Regions from separate parts of the Sus scrofa genome. Here region 1 is linked to region 2. The links are chromatin contacts, called in public HiChIP or PLAC-seq maps. All regions are on one chromosome and are shown on one strand. The core of a region is the stretch at or near the end of the contact, and the rest is flanking DNA. Distances in the headings are between cores, read along the strand shown.

Region 1 (7,139 bases), core at 2,448-4,947, 77 kb before region 2:
GGGGAGAAAACCCTCTTGCCGCCCTTCGTGGTGCCGTAAGATTAGTTAAGAGGCCGGCCTATCGAGAGAGGGACTCTGCATCTCATCCAATCTAAGAGGCTGGCAGTTGCGACAGGCCTCCCAATTTCAGAGCTGCTTGGCTACGGGAGCACGGCTGCAGAGGTGGTAGGACGCATGGATCGAGGGATGCAGATCAAGAGCGCGAGAAGAAATGCGGGTCTTAGAATCGATCCAGGAGTTCCCTGCTGGCCTGGCAGTTAAGGATCTGGTGTTGTGGTTGATGTGACTCGGGTTTGATCCCTGGCCTGGGCGTTTCCACATCCCTCGGGACCAAAAGAAAAAGAAGAATTGATACAATAAGATAATGGTTTTCAAGTCCTTCTCTGTTCTGTATATGAATTCTTCTTCTTTTTTTCTTTTTGTCTTTTTAGGGCCGTACCCCTGGCATATGGAAGTTCCCAGGCTAGGGGAAGAATTGGAGCTTCAGCTGCCAGCCTATGCCAGAGCCACAGCAACTCGGGCTATGAGCCGCATCTTTGACCTACACCACAGCTCACAGCAATGCCAGATCCTTGACCCACTGAGCGAGGCCAGGGATCACACCCGAGTCCTCATGGACACTAGCTGGGTTCATTACTGCTGAGCCAGGATGGGAACTCCTGTGTATGAATTCTTCTTTGGTGTAGGTCCGATGCTAAGTACCAGTGAAACCGAAGCCTCCCTGCCTCATGGAGGCCAGTCGTCAGGTTATTTAAAGGAAAAGAGCAGCACAGGGAGCCAGTGTAGCCTCTATTCAGATCCTGGTTCTACTGTTTGCCAGCTGTGATTTTAGTAGAGTGACTTTACCACTTCTACCTCTGTTTTCTCATGTGTGCAAAATGGGGATAATGTAGTGCCTACCTTATAAACTGGTGAAATTAAATAAGTTAATGGGCTTTTCGTGTGTGTGTGTGTGTGTGTGTGTGTGTGTGGCCACGGCGTGCAGCAGCTTGATGTGGGATCTCAGACCCCAGACCAGGGATTGAACCTGGGCCACAGGGGTGAAAGTACCGAGTCCTAACCCCTAGCCTGCCAGGGAACTCCAGAGTGAACATTCAGTTACAGTGCTGGTGCTGTTACGGTGAAGTGCTGTTACTATTACGGTTGCTAAGCCATTGCTGTTATTACCACCCTTATCACCGTCACGATTGAACCAAAGCAGGCACGGCTGTGTCACAAAGGGAAGCAATCCAGGAGGAAGCAATGACGGAGAAAGTATGTCAGCTCCTAGTTTGGTCCTCAAATTAGTCATAGTTGACTTCTGGCCTTCGGGGTGACACTGTCTCCTTGGCCCAGGTCAGGAAGCCTTTTTATTCTGTGCCTCTGTTTCTTGGTCTGTAAGATGGAGAGTCATCACAGGACCTGTCTCCTGACAGGTTTGTTTCAGGGATTTAGACAGGTTGAGACTGTGCCTGGGATTGTTTAAGGACTTGCTATGAGGTTGTCTAAACCTTTCCAGGGGAGGGAAAAAAAAAAAAGACCGCCCCTCTTCAGCATCAAGTGTTTCCTTGATTTGGGATCTTCCCCAAGCCGTCATCACAGCTCTTAGGCAGTTGTGGATGGTGTCCCTGCCCTTGTTCCTGAGCCGTTTTCGTGTGAGGCTTATTTTATTTAATTTGTATATTTTTTGTTTGTTAGGGCCGCACCCACGGCATATGGAGATTCCCAGGCTAGGGATCAAATCAAATCTGCAGCTGCCCGCCTACGCCAGAGCCACAGCCATGTGGGACTTGAGCTGCGTCTGCGACCTACACCATGGCTCACGGCAAAGCCGGATCCTTAACCCACGGAGCGAGGCTGGGGATTGAACCTGCCTCCTCATGGATCCTAGTTGGGTTTGTTATTGCTGAGCTACAATAGGAGCTCTCTCACGTGCGTGCAGCTTAACAACCCTCTCAGACGGCTTAACGCCTGGGTGGCCAGTGCCTGCCTGTCTCCATGGGCGGCCTCTCCACACCCGGAGATGTCCCCTGGCTTCGGTTTGGGACAGCTGGGTCATTTTCAGCAGGAGCCCCTGCCACTGTGTGCACTCAGACCTTGCGTGCCTGGGAGCTTCCTGGTTGTCACTCTGAATTGCCCAGCCCGTGAGAATTGTTCCTTTTCTTGCTGTTTGAGTTATTTCCTTTGGACCTCTGCCCATAACGATTGTCGAGTCACAGGCGGTGACAGAGTCTGGCTTTCCTTTTCACGTTTCTGGTTTCTGGGCTGCTCTTCTGCTTGGTTTCTTCACCCCTCCTTTCATCTGCTGAACAAGTTGTTAAAGAGCGCCTCCTGTACGAGGCACTGAAAGGATGAGATCCTGCTTTGGGGTGATTGCAGGTGGGAGGGAAAGAGCAGCGCTTAGAAATCAACAGGAAGTGGTTGACGGCGCTGACGTGGAGGGAGTTTCCTAGGCGCCGAGGACTGTTCTCAACTAGAAATACTAGGGATTCCATCCCAGCAGGACTGGAGTCAGGGCTGTTGGGGAAATGGAGGCAGAGAGAGGTGATGTCACCCAGCTGGTAGATGGCAGGGTTGGCTTCAAAGCCCCGCCGTCTGACTCGAGTCTGGGCGGTAATCCCTGCCCCAGCTGCGCCGTAAACATAGAGGCGCCGAAGGAAACAGGCAGGATTTGGTCTTGGGTGAAGGACGGGAAAGGGAGGCCCTTGAGCCGGGATGGCCTTTCTCCTCCCGCATCACTGGGTGGGTGAGAAGGAGCTGGCCAGGCCAAGGGCATTCCAGATCCGGAACAGTGGGCGGGAGGCCCTGGGATGGGAACCAGCTGGGTAAGATTGTAGAACAATGGGCAGGCCATGGCATCCTGGAGCATCAGAGGTCGGGAGAGAGTGTCGTGGGCCAGAGCGGGGGCCCGACCGTGCCCTTCAGGGTCTGGTAAGCCTGATGATGGTCACTGACACTCATGGGGCTCGTGAGCTCCCGGCCCTGAACAAAACCCTTGCCATTTAATCCTCAGAACAACCCTGTGAGGCTGATGGACTCTTATCACCCCCATTTTACAGGTGGGAAAACTGAGGCCCCAGGTCCTACAGCGCTTATGTAGCAGAGCTGGGAAGGGATTCCAGCTGTTTGGCCGAGAGTCAAGCCTCCCAGGGGTGGCGCCACCTGCACTGTGATGGGAGTGTCCCTGGTCGTCCCCGTGGCTGCCCGTTTGACAGGAGCCCTCGTGGGGGCTTCGGGGTCAGTGGCGGTGGAGTCTTTTCCCACAGAGCATGTCGAATGGCTTTGGCTAAACCTGCAGACAAAATAGATGAAAGTCTCCTGGGAGGGGCTTCAGCATTGGGGCACATGGCTTTATGAGCTGTTATCCTCACGAGGGGGTGGTGACAACAGCAACAACAGTGGTGGCAGTAATAAAATAGATGTAGCAGCCGCAAGCTCAGCCCCCAGCGGCCATCCCCTCCCCTCAACACGGAGTGGTAATAGTCCAGTGAGTGATGAGAGACTCCAAGTCAGAGAGGCGGAGGGACACCCCCAAGGCTACACAGCCAGGATGCCGTGGTGATAGGGTTCAAGCCCAGGCTGTCTACGCCGAAGCGTGTGCCTTAGACCTCCAAATCATGACCCTCGCTGCAGTAGTGCCAGCTCCCGGGCCATCTCCACCTGCTGCCGCCCTGCACGGGTGGGGAGCCCAGAGTCTGGATTTCAGTTAGAGGAGGAGACCTTGGGGTGGTGGGCCAGCAGGAACACTCCTTGAGTTGGGAGGCTCTGGAGCAGGGGACCGGGGCACGGTGTCACCTGGGGATTTTTTTTGAGGATGAGGTGGCTTTCCCAATTTCCTGTTCTGGGCTGTATTCAAAAGAAGGGATCGAGAGGAGGAAGCCAGGAATTTTCCCTCTGGGTTTCACAGTCTGCACTCCCCTCTCCGGAGCTTTTGCAGCAGGAGCGGGAGGCAGCACCTTGCTGGTGGGCGTCATCCCGGTGAAGCTCCGTTTTGTTTTGCTGAGTAACTCATTCAGGCCCAGCCTGTCCTCCCAGTGACTGTTTGTCAGCCGGTCCCTTTGTTCCACTTCTTGACATCCTTGCATGCCCTGAGCTGGTCCATCGGCCGCCGCCCGTCCTGCTGTGCGCTGTCCTGGAACGCCGTCCCCGCTGATTTCCACGTTGGCAAATCACGGCTGCCTCCCCTTCGACTTCTCCTACGTCAGAAGCCTGCTCTGGGTTCCCAGGTGGAGATAACAACTATGACAGTCACTTTCAAAAATAGAGTGGCCGCTGGCGAGCTGTCTGTTGTCACATATGTATTTTCTCAGGGAGGCAGGACCTGCAGCAGTGAGCCAGCCTGCGTTGAATTTTCTGGCCTCTAGGCTCTGCCACCTTGGGCAAGTTTCTTTGCCTCTCTGTGCCCTGCTTGCTTCTGTGCAAAGGGAACCATAGGAGCCGCTTCAAAGGGTTGGGGGTGAAGATGAAATAGTGTAATGTGTGGATTTAGTCTTCAAGATGATTTTGAAAAACCAGGTAGTATTGTCCTTGCCGTGGGGGTGAGGAAGCTGAGTTTTATTCCTGTTTGCTCTATGAATTAACCTTTCTCTGTTTTCTAGAAACATCTTAGCATTTATATGTCTGTCTTCAGTGGTACCTAGTGCTTTCAAAATCTCTTAGCCTGGAGTTCCTGTTGTGGAGCAGTGGAAATGAATCTGACTAGGAACGAGGAGGTTGTGGGTTCAATCCTTGGCCTTGCTCAGTGGGTTAAGGATCTGGTGTTGCTGTGAGCTGTGGTGTAGGTCAGAGACACAGCTTGGATCCTGCGTGGCTGTGTCTGTGGCGTAGGCCAGCAGCTGCAGCTCTGATTGGACCCCTAGCCTGGGAACCTCCATGTGATGTGGGTGTGGACCTAAAAAGACAAAGGACACACAAAAAAATCTTTTAGCTCTTTGTGTACCCATCCACCTTCTGCACAAAGTTCTAAGCTTCTCGAGGGCAGGATACAGATGTGGATGTTTCTGGTTCACTCCTGTTACAAAGTGGGGCTTAGTAAACGTGTCGAATGAGTGGATGGGCAGGTGGACAGGTCTTGAGAGTCACTAGGTATTGGTGGCAGCAGTGGGACCAGATGGAAGAACTGTTAAGACAGTGGGTCAAGGGAGTTCCTGTTGTGGCTCAGCAGGTTACGAACCTCATTAGTATCCATGAAGATGCAGGTTCAATCCCTGGCTTCGCTCAGTGGGTTAAGGATCTGGTGCTGCTGTGAACTGTGGCATAGGTCGCAGATGTGGCTTGGATCCACCATTGCTATGGCTGTGGTGTGGGCTGGCAGCTACAGCTCTGATTTGACCCTTGACCTGGGAACTTCCATATGCCACAGATGCGGCCCTAAAAAGCAAAAAAAAAAAAAAAAAAAAAAAAAAGACAGTGGATCAAAACCAGGGCAATTTGGCCTCTAGGGGACATTGACACTGTCTAGAGACATTTTTATTATTTTGACCAGGGGTGGAGGGAGGGAGGCGGGACCAAGGATACTTCTGGCTTCTGGTGGGTGGAGCCCAGGGATGTGGCCAGACTTCCTACCATGCAAACGACAGCCCCATAAATAGAATTAAATGGCCCCAGATGCCACTGGTGCCAAGATGAGAAACCTTGGGTTAAGGGAACAGATAATCTAGTTATAAGCAAGATAGCAATGGGAAAAGACATTGCATTAAATTTTTTTTTAAACAAACAAGTTCCATCTAGATGTATCCTTTTACTGAGGTAATGTAGTGGAATTTATGTATATGTATTAATTTTTTTCGAAGAGTGTTCGTATTTTTTTGGTGGCATGTGAAAGTTCCTAGGCCAGGGATTGAACTTGCACCACAGCAGTGACAACACCCGATCCTTAACTGCTAGGCCACCAGGAAACTCTGAAGAGTGTTAGGTTTTAAGGACAGCATATGTAAAGTGAAAATTTCACATAGTCAGAATGACCCCGGGTCATCTTCATTTTCTTAAATTTAACTTAATTTAATTTTCACCATTTATTTTGTTAAAGTCAGGCAGGGTGATCTATTGAGAGGTAAATGGTAGGTGTTGACCATGAGATCTGTACACATTTTCCTCGGGGAACGGCAAGATAAAAGCCATAGGCAATGCCCTGCCTGAAATCTGGCTGTGCAGAACGAGCGTTCCACAGCTGAGCTATGACCGAGGGTGACCTGTCAGCCATCACCCAGGAATGCCAAGGGCAAAGCGTAGCGCCAGACTCTTTTTATATGCAATAGTGTTACTATATACAAAGGTATGCACATCGACTGACTGCATTTTTATTTTTTTAAAATAGCTTTATTTAAAGAGACATAATTCACATGCCCAGTAATTCACCCTTTTGAAAGGTCCAGTTTGTCAGCGTTATGGTCACAGAGTGGGACGTCCATCACCCCAGTCGATTTTGGAACATTTCATCCCTCCATTGGTCTACCTCTGTGTCCTTAAAACCCGGCAGGGTGCGTGCCTGGCAGGGTCACCCTGTTAGCTGCATCCAGTTACAGTTTGCTGAGACTCATTCTGGTGCCTGCTCACAGATTCCACAGGTCCTTGCAGAGTGCCTGCCATGTGCCAGGAACCACAGCAGCGGGGGTGGGGGGTGGGACGCAGAGACATCGAGGAACCAAACCCGGGCGTTCACTACGCTCGGGGAACCGACGGTCTGGGGCGAGGGTGGGATGCAGAAAAGATCACATGCAAACTTAGTAGCTTCAGATTATGCCTCATGAAATTGCCAGCATTCAGTGATTCTTGACCTATATCCAGAGTTGGCAAACTTTTCCTGCAAAGGGCCAGGTTGTAAATATTTTAGACTTTGCAGGCCAAGAGGCAGAATTGAGCCACACCCTTGGCAAAAGGCTCATGGTCTCTTTTTACATTTTAAATTCAAAAAAATGTGGGCTCCATCCCTAGTCCGAGGGTTATACAAAAATAGGCGCAGGCCAGATGCAGCGCATGGGTGGTAGTTTGCCAAGCCCTGACCATCGCAGATGTAATTCATATGGTGCATCTAAGTTATGTATTATATGTAATGGTTTCTGTACTCTATCTCCTATTCCATGACATATCTAATGTAAATAAGATAATATCACATTGACAAATACATCTGAAATATTTAAAAAAATTTTCCTCATTAAAAT
Region 2 (7,263 bases), core at 1,083-3,582:
AAACATCTGCTGAGCATCTGCCATGATCCAGGTTCTGCCCTGGTACTGATGATAGAGCAGTGAATTCTGTGGACCAAAACCCATGCCCGCATGGCAGGTTCAGTCATTCTAACTGCAAGAGACAGTAAACAAGGCATGATAAATAAGTCTGTTAAACTGTCCTACGTACTGTTCTGGTCAGAGCAATAGGGAGGACTTGAAGTATTTAAACAGGAAGATGAAAGGCTTCACTGAGAAGGTGCTGCTTGAGTCTTAACCTGCTGGAGGGGAGCGACCTGACCAGGGAGAGAGAAGAGTGAGTGCAAAGGCCCTGCGGCAGGACTGTGCCTGCCCACGGAAGCGATAACCACGATAACCGGAGAAGGAAGGGGTGGGGAGCATGGTAGCAGAGGAGGTCAGACAAGGACAGAGAAGGGATGTTTACAGTGTGGTCGGGCCCTGGGGCTTGAGTCATGCAAGACTTTGGCTTTGGTACTGAGTAAAATAGAATGATTTTGGAGAGGTGATTTTTTTTTTTTTTTTTTTTTTTTTGGTCTTTTTTAGAGCCGCACCTGAGGCACATGGAGGTTCCCAGGCTAGGGGTTGAATCGAAGCAGTAGCTGCCGGACACAGCCACAGCATCGTGGGCTCTGAGCCTCGTCTGGGACCTACACCACAGCTCACAGCAACTCCAGATCCTTAACCCAGTGAGCGAGGCCAGGGATCGAACCTGTGTCCTCGTGGATGCTAGTCCGATTTACTTCCACTGAGCTGTGACAGTAATTCCCTGATTTTTTTTTACTTCATTATTTTTATTGAGATAATAATCTGCCATTTTTATAGGTACAATTCCATGGTGTTTAGTATATTCACATGGTTGTGCAACCATCCCCACTGTGTGTCATTCCAGAACATTTTCATCACCCCAAAAGGAAGCCCTGTAGCTGCTGGCACTCCCCATTCCCCCCCCACCCCGATTCCTCTAGCCCTGTGCACCCCCTATGCTGCTTTCTGCCTCTGTAGCTTTGCCTGCTCTGGACATTCCGTGTACGTGGGATCATGTAACGTGTAGCCTTTGCATCTGTCTCCTTTCATTTAGCATCCGGTCCTCGGGATCTGTCCTTGTCACAGCGGGTGTCAGCACCTCATGCCTTTTTATGGCTGAATCCTGGTCCTTCATATGGACGTGTTTAGAGAGTTTTCACGGAAGGGAGGCTCTGGGAAAGAGGCAAGTGCGTCATAGCTTCTTGGAAGAGGGGAGCCAGTATGTGCAGCCATCCTGGGCATCAGGTGTCAGTGGCTTTTTGAGCACCTGACCTCCCTCTTGGCCGCGGAGCCTGGAAAAACTTCTGAGCCTTCACTCAGGGTCCCCTAGCTCGTTAATGTCAGAACCTGAACAGGAACCAGCAGATCTGCTTTCCAGCGCCTCACTTTTGCAGCCCCGTTAATAGATTCTTTGGAAAAGTAGCCCAAGGAGTTTGGACCTGAAACAAGAAATAAAGCAGCTGCCCTCTACTGCATTTTACTGTGCCCGGGGCACGGGGCTAAGCACTTGACAGAAGGGCCTGATTCCTTGCTGCCAGCAGCCCTGCAAACGCATATCATGATCCCCATTTTACAGATGGGCAGACAGAGCCTCCCCTGGAGAACGAGGTGATCACACGGCTGGTAAGCAGGCAGAGCTTATGGTTTTCCTTTTTAAGAGAGATGACCTGCTAACAGGTAACAAAGGAATGAGGCAGCTAGTCTGTGTTCCTGTGTCACTGAGGATAGAGCCGAATAAGACAGAGTCCCTGCCTTTGCAGACTCTACATCTCTGCACGAGATACACACTAGACCACAGCCACATCTCTTTACATCTCTGCACTGAAAATACCCTAGACCACAGCCACACCAGACTCTTGGCCACACCAGCATCTCCTGCTCTCAGGCTGTCTTTTCTGAGCTCCAAAAGAAGGTTCTGGGAAGTTCCCTTGTGGCTCAGCTGGTGAAAGATCTGGCATTGCCTCAGCCATGGTGCAGGTTCCAGCTATGGGGCGAGTTTGATCCTTGCCCTGGGTACTTCCACATGATGCAGATGCAGCCAAAAAAAAGGAAAAGAAAAAGCATTCTGGGCAGTTTGTTTCCTGAGGGAAAACCTGAAATGGTTCTTGAAGCCTGGGGCTGACAGAGGATGGAGGCCTTTGGCCGTCTGCTGGGGTCCAAGGTTTTCCAGATGGCGTTGGCCTGTGTGCCAGATGATCTGAGGGATGTTGTTTGCCTCTCTGTTTACAGCTGGCACCGCCCTGTCCCCAGCGGTGACAGGACACGGAGAGCCATCTGTTCATCTTTTACTTCCCTCCTAAGCCAGGCAGACTGGCCCTGGATTATTCAGGGGTGCTTCCTTTTTTCCTGGCGAGGGAAATGAGGGCCACTGTCTCACCCAAACCCCAGTTCCAGTTGCCTGGTAGGGAAACCCCAGGACTACTACAAGGGCTTAGGGAAAGTCCAGCTTCGTGGAGAAGGGAACAGCCTTTGAAGCACCCTTGGCTATGTGTTTCCTTTTTAAATTTTTATTATTTTTTAACATTTTATTTTTAATTTTATTTTTTTGTTTTTAAGAGCTGTACGCACGACATAAGGAAGTTCTCAGGCTAGGGGTCCAATCAGAGCTACAGCTGCCAGCCTACTCACAGCCACAGCAACGCCAGATCTGAGCCGCGTCTGCGACCTACACCACAGCTCACGGCAATGCCGACTCCTTAACCCACTAAGCAAGGCCAGGAATGGAACCTGCATCCTCATGGATCCTGGTCGGATTTGTTACTGCTGAGCCCCGATCGGAACTGCAGGTTTCCTTTTTTGAAACCATGTGTTCCTTTCCTGGGGGTATAAAACCATATGCTCCGAGCTGGAAGGAGCTCTGAACGGTGGCGTGCGTCCTCCACCCCCACCTCACAGACGAGATGTCGGAGGCACAGGGAGAGGAGGTGACTCATCCAAGGTCTCAGTCTGTGTTTCCCGTGTCCCTGAGGATATGGCCAAATGAGGCAGAGTCCCTGCCTTTGTAGACTCAACATCTCTGCACGAGACAGGCAGTAAATACCTATGATCTTACACTGGAAGGCAGTGACAGACGCTGGGCAGAAAGGCACAGCAGGAGAGAGGGATGGAGCGGAGAGCAGGGCTGTTGTGGGCAGGGCAGCCTCTCGGAAGGGGGAGTAACCAGCCCCCATCTGGATGGGAAGGTGGTTTCGGGCGGAGGGAACTGCATGGATGAAGGCCCGGAGGTGGGCTCACATTTGGTGGTTGGGGGACCTGAGAATGGCTGTCTGGTCTCCCACGGAGAATGTGGGTGGGAGAGGCCAGGACTTTTGGCTCCTGATCGTTGATTATCTAGTTTGTCCTCCAGGTGCTTAGTGAGCACCCGCTGTGTGCTAAGACACCGCCTCGGCGTCTCTGCCTCTCCCAGTGGCCAGTCCTCGGCCCCTGCAGCTCACTGTCTGGGCGCGTGTCACAGCCCCTGTGCCCATGACTCTGACTCGGCGTTCTGCTTGCAGGTGGCCCTGTGTACATTCGCCGTCTACGTGACCATTGACAAGAACAACATCCTGGATGCCCAGAAAGCCTTCGTGTCCTTGGCCTTGTTCAACATCCTCCGTTTCCCCCTGAATATTCTCCCCATGGTCATCAGCAGCATCGTGCAGGTACCCACGAAGCTGGGGGGGCTTCAGGGCGGGGCGCTAGGGAAACAAAGCAAAAGGACATGAACCCCGCCCCCCCATGCAGCTCCCTGTGCGACCCGTCCATTGTGCCCCGGGGGGTCTCCTTGAGGCCTCTGCGGTTTTCTGGTCCTGCCCCAGAGACGCAAATACCTTTTACTTCTTGACACGCACTCGAGGGTATGAAACGGAAGTTGCTGTGACGGGCTTTCATGAGCCCTGCAGGATTCTTTCTGAAACATTTGAGCCGCTTCTTTTCTAATCAAGTCTGTTCCATGCTCCCCAGCCTTGTCCTGTTTCTTTAAAAAATGCATCTCATGGAGTTCCTGTTGTGGCTCAGTGGGTTAAGAACCCAGCTAGTATCCACGAGGATACAGGTTTGATCTCTGGCCTCTTTCAATGAGTTAAGGATCCGGCGTTGCCGAGTAGGTGACAGACACGGCTCAGATCCCGAGTTCCTGTGGCTGTGGCGTGGGCCAGAGGCTGCAGCTCCGATTTGACCCCTAGGCGGGGAACCTTCATATGCCACGGGTGTGGCTGTAAAAAGAAAAAAAAAAGTGCAGCTTTTGACCCACTGAATTGGTTTTGCAACCCACCTGTAGGCCTCAGCCCCCCGATTTGAACAACCCCAACTAGACCCCCAGGAGTCCCCCATCTGTTCAAAGATTCCATAAGGCACAGAAACCGCTCAGTCACACTTGCACCCTGTCTTTCCTGCCACCACCACTACCAACATTTTTCACACCTTTCTCCGCAGCCTTGCACGCGTTCATGTGAAAACCCTATTTTCAGCCACAGACAGATCAGCCTGAAGATTTGGTGGTACAGCCCCAGTTATAGGCTTTTTTAAAAAAAAATCTAATAAAACCCCTTCTTATTATGAACAAGTTCAAACGGTAACACCCTGCGCCCGCTCTGCAGGTGCCACGTTTTGTCGCGGTTACTTCATCTGACCCTTCCTCTGCCCTCCTCCCTCCCTCCCTCCATTCCCTCCTTTCTTTGCGGAAGAATTTGAAAGCACATCCCAGACCCCTTGGTGTTGCACCTTCAAATACTTCAGCAGGCATTTCTTCTTCCATTAAGTCGTACCACCATTCTGATACCTCGCAAAGTGAACAGTAATCTCTTAAAATCCTCCACATTCGAGTTTGCTTTGCTTTGCACGGACATGTCTTTACGGCTGGGCTGTTTGAATTAAGGACATTTTGCTTTGTTTTTAAATTTACTCCTGTTGGACTCCGGTTGATATCACGTTCCCTGCGTGCAGCATGGCCTGGATGCGTGGGGGTATCGTTGTCACTGTTCACCACGCCTTCGTCTCATCCTGAGATGATGATTCTTAGCATTATTATTTTGGTAGGCAAGAAATACATTTATTAGGATAGGACGCTTGTGAGAGGTGCAGGCGGGCAGGCACGGAGGCTCTGCCCGCAGGATCCATATTCTTTCTTTCTTGGGGTGGGAACCATTAAGCTGCAGTCTCTTGGCAGCTTGGAAGTTTATTATCCAGCATTGTTGCCCGTGACCACTGGCTGTGTATTCAGTCTCCAGGACACGCTTATCTCCTAGTTGCAAGTGTGTCTTTGCCGGGCCGTTGCCTCCGATGGTTTCTGAAGTCCCTTGTCAGCCAGGACAGCCTCCTGCCCTCCTTTTTACTACTGTCCGTGGGCTTATAAAATAGAACAAGCAAGAACTGAAACCCGTTTTTTTTTTTATTCTGAGGCGTCTGCTGGGTGTGTAGGAAAGGCAGAACCTTCAGATGCGAGGGAGGATGTGGGCCCCTCCGCACGCAGGGGAAACCACTGTGACTTGGCCTCGTCTGTTTTGCAAACACGTGTTTAAAAATAACTACACCCTGTCACCCCTCTCTGTGTAGGCGAGTGTCTCCCTCAAGCGCCTCAGGATCTTCCTCTCCCACGAGGAACTGGAGCCTGACAGCATCCAGCGCCTGCCCATCAAAGACGGTGTGTCCTGGGGGGGGGCGGGGGGGAGGCCGGGGCCAGGGTCTCACCCAGCCCTTCCCAGAGGGCGAACTTGCACTTTTGTTTTCTTGCTTTCTGAGAGGCAGGCCCTAAGTGAGGCCCACCCCGAGGGCCCAGTTCCAGGGGTTCAAGGGCTTGATTCCATCCTGGGCATATCAAGCATGTGGGAGACCGACCAGTCCCTGCCCCCACTAGCTGTGCATCTTCGGGTGGATCTCGGCCCTGCTCTGAACCTTGCTCCCCCTGCCCTGCCTGCCCCCACCCCCAGCAGCAGAAATGAAGGTATCCTTGTTGGCTGGGTGTCATACCGATTTTTATTGGTAGATTTGTTTATTTTGTAGCTCTAACTTATCCTTTCCCAGTCGACCCTGCAGAGCAGGGATCTCCAGGCACTGAATAATAAAACTTAGTAGTGCTAAGAGGAGGGACCACTTGTGCAGAAGTGACACTCCTGCCATGCACGTCCTAGGGACAGCACTGTCCTCAGCCATCTGTTGTTCACCGCAGCTTGAGGGAACTGTGGATGCCTCTGTCTGCAGAGGAAGAAACTCTGCTGAGTAACTGTGCAGCCACTGGGAGGTGGAGTCAGGATCAGGATCGAAACCCACAGTATCAACCCCTTGTACACCTCTCTGCACTGAGATTTATTGAGCACCTATTGTGTGCCAGTCATTGTTCTAAGGGAGTTTCCATCCTGGCTCAGTGGTTAGTGAACCCGAATAGTATCCTTGAGGATGCAGGTTTGCTCCCTGGCCTCCCTCATTGGGTTAAGGATCCAGCGTTGCCGTGAGCTGGGGTGTAGGTCACGGACTTGGCTTGGATCCCACGTTGCTGTGGCTGTGGTGATTCGACCCCTAGCCTGGGAACCTCCATGTGCAGCCCTAAAAAGCAAAAAAAAAAAAAAAACCCAAAAAACCTCATCGTTCCAAGGACTCTGTTCTGCCTCATTTACTCCTCATCACAGATCTAAGGGGTGATCCCATAATCCATCCTGTTTTACAGATGAGGAAAGTGAGGCACAGAGAGGTTAGGTAACGTGCCTGTGGCTCCAGCTCAGAAGCGGGCAGCCCCAGTAGCTGTGGTCAGAGGAATGACGGTGTGTGTACACGGGTTTTATTTTTATTTTTATTTTTTGTCTTTTTAGGGCTGCATCCGCACCACATGGAGGTTCCCAGGCTAGGGGTCTAATCGGAGCTGTGACCGCTGGGCTGCGCCACAGCCACAGCAACGCCGGATCCGAGCTGCCTCTGTGACCTGCACCACAGCTCACAGCAACGCCAGATCCTTAACCCACTGAGCGAGGCCAGGGCTCGAATCTGCGTCCTCATGGATACTAGTCAGATTCGTTTCCACTGAGCCACGAATCTGAACCTGTACACGGGTTTTATACACTGTGTGAGGCTTTCTGATGTCTTCCGTGGTGTATAAAATGCCCAGCACGGCGCCTGCTGAGGAAAGACCGTGGTGGTCATTTGCTCCCCGGCGTGAGCGTGAGTAAGAGGCGAAGGCACAGGGGACAGGGTTCCTCAGCCCCGCTGATGCCTGGGTCCCGATCACTTTGTGCGGGGGCGACCTGTGCATTATGGGACATTTAGCAGCAC

Evidence for each region. HiChIP or PLAC-seq counts read pairs in DNA pulled down with a chosen protein or histone mark.
Region 1: an H3K27ac HiChIP or PLAC-seq map of skeletal muscle shows a contact between it and region 2. The contact joins two enhancer-like sites. A contact is called at or near these places in 7 of 47 Hi-C or Micro-C datasets (alveolar macrophages, epiblast stem cells, fetal heart ventricle and 3 more) and 2 of 2 datasets of contacts at active chromatin or transcription factors (alveolar macrophages and skeletal muscle).

Annotation. Positions count from the first base shown.
Region 1 is chr3:28,492,324-28,499,462 of Sscrofa11.1, reverse strand. No RefSeq gene overlaps it. Among named protein-coding and RNA genes, the nearest start is that of ABCC1, 23 kb to the right of the region's middle. Within about 2 kb of position 3,697, at least 20 of the 83 cell types and tissues checked have an H3K27ac peak or open chromatin away from gene starts, as enhancers often do. A contact at or near this core is called in retroperitoneal adipose tissue and skeletal muscle, where this site is marked.
Region 2 is chr3:28,413,835-28,421,097 of Sscrofa11.1, reverse strand. ABCC1 (multidrug resistance-associated protein 1) reads left to right here. Exons shown (of 30, transcript XM_021086560.1): 12 at 3,519-3,665; 13 at 5,557-5,644. Among named protein-coding and RNA genes, the nearest start is that of MIR7135, 45 kb to the right of the region's middle. Within about 2 kb of position 2,332, at least 17 of the 83 cell types and tissues checked have an H3K27ac peak or open chromatin away from gene starts, as enhancers often do. A contact at or near this core is called in retroperitoneal adipose tissue and skeletal muscle, where this site is marked.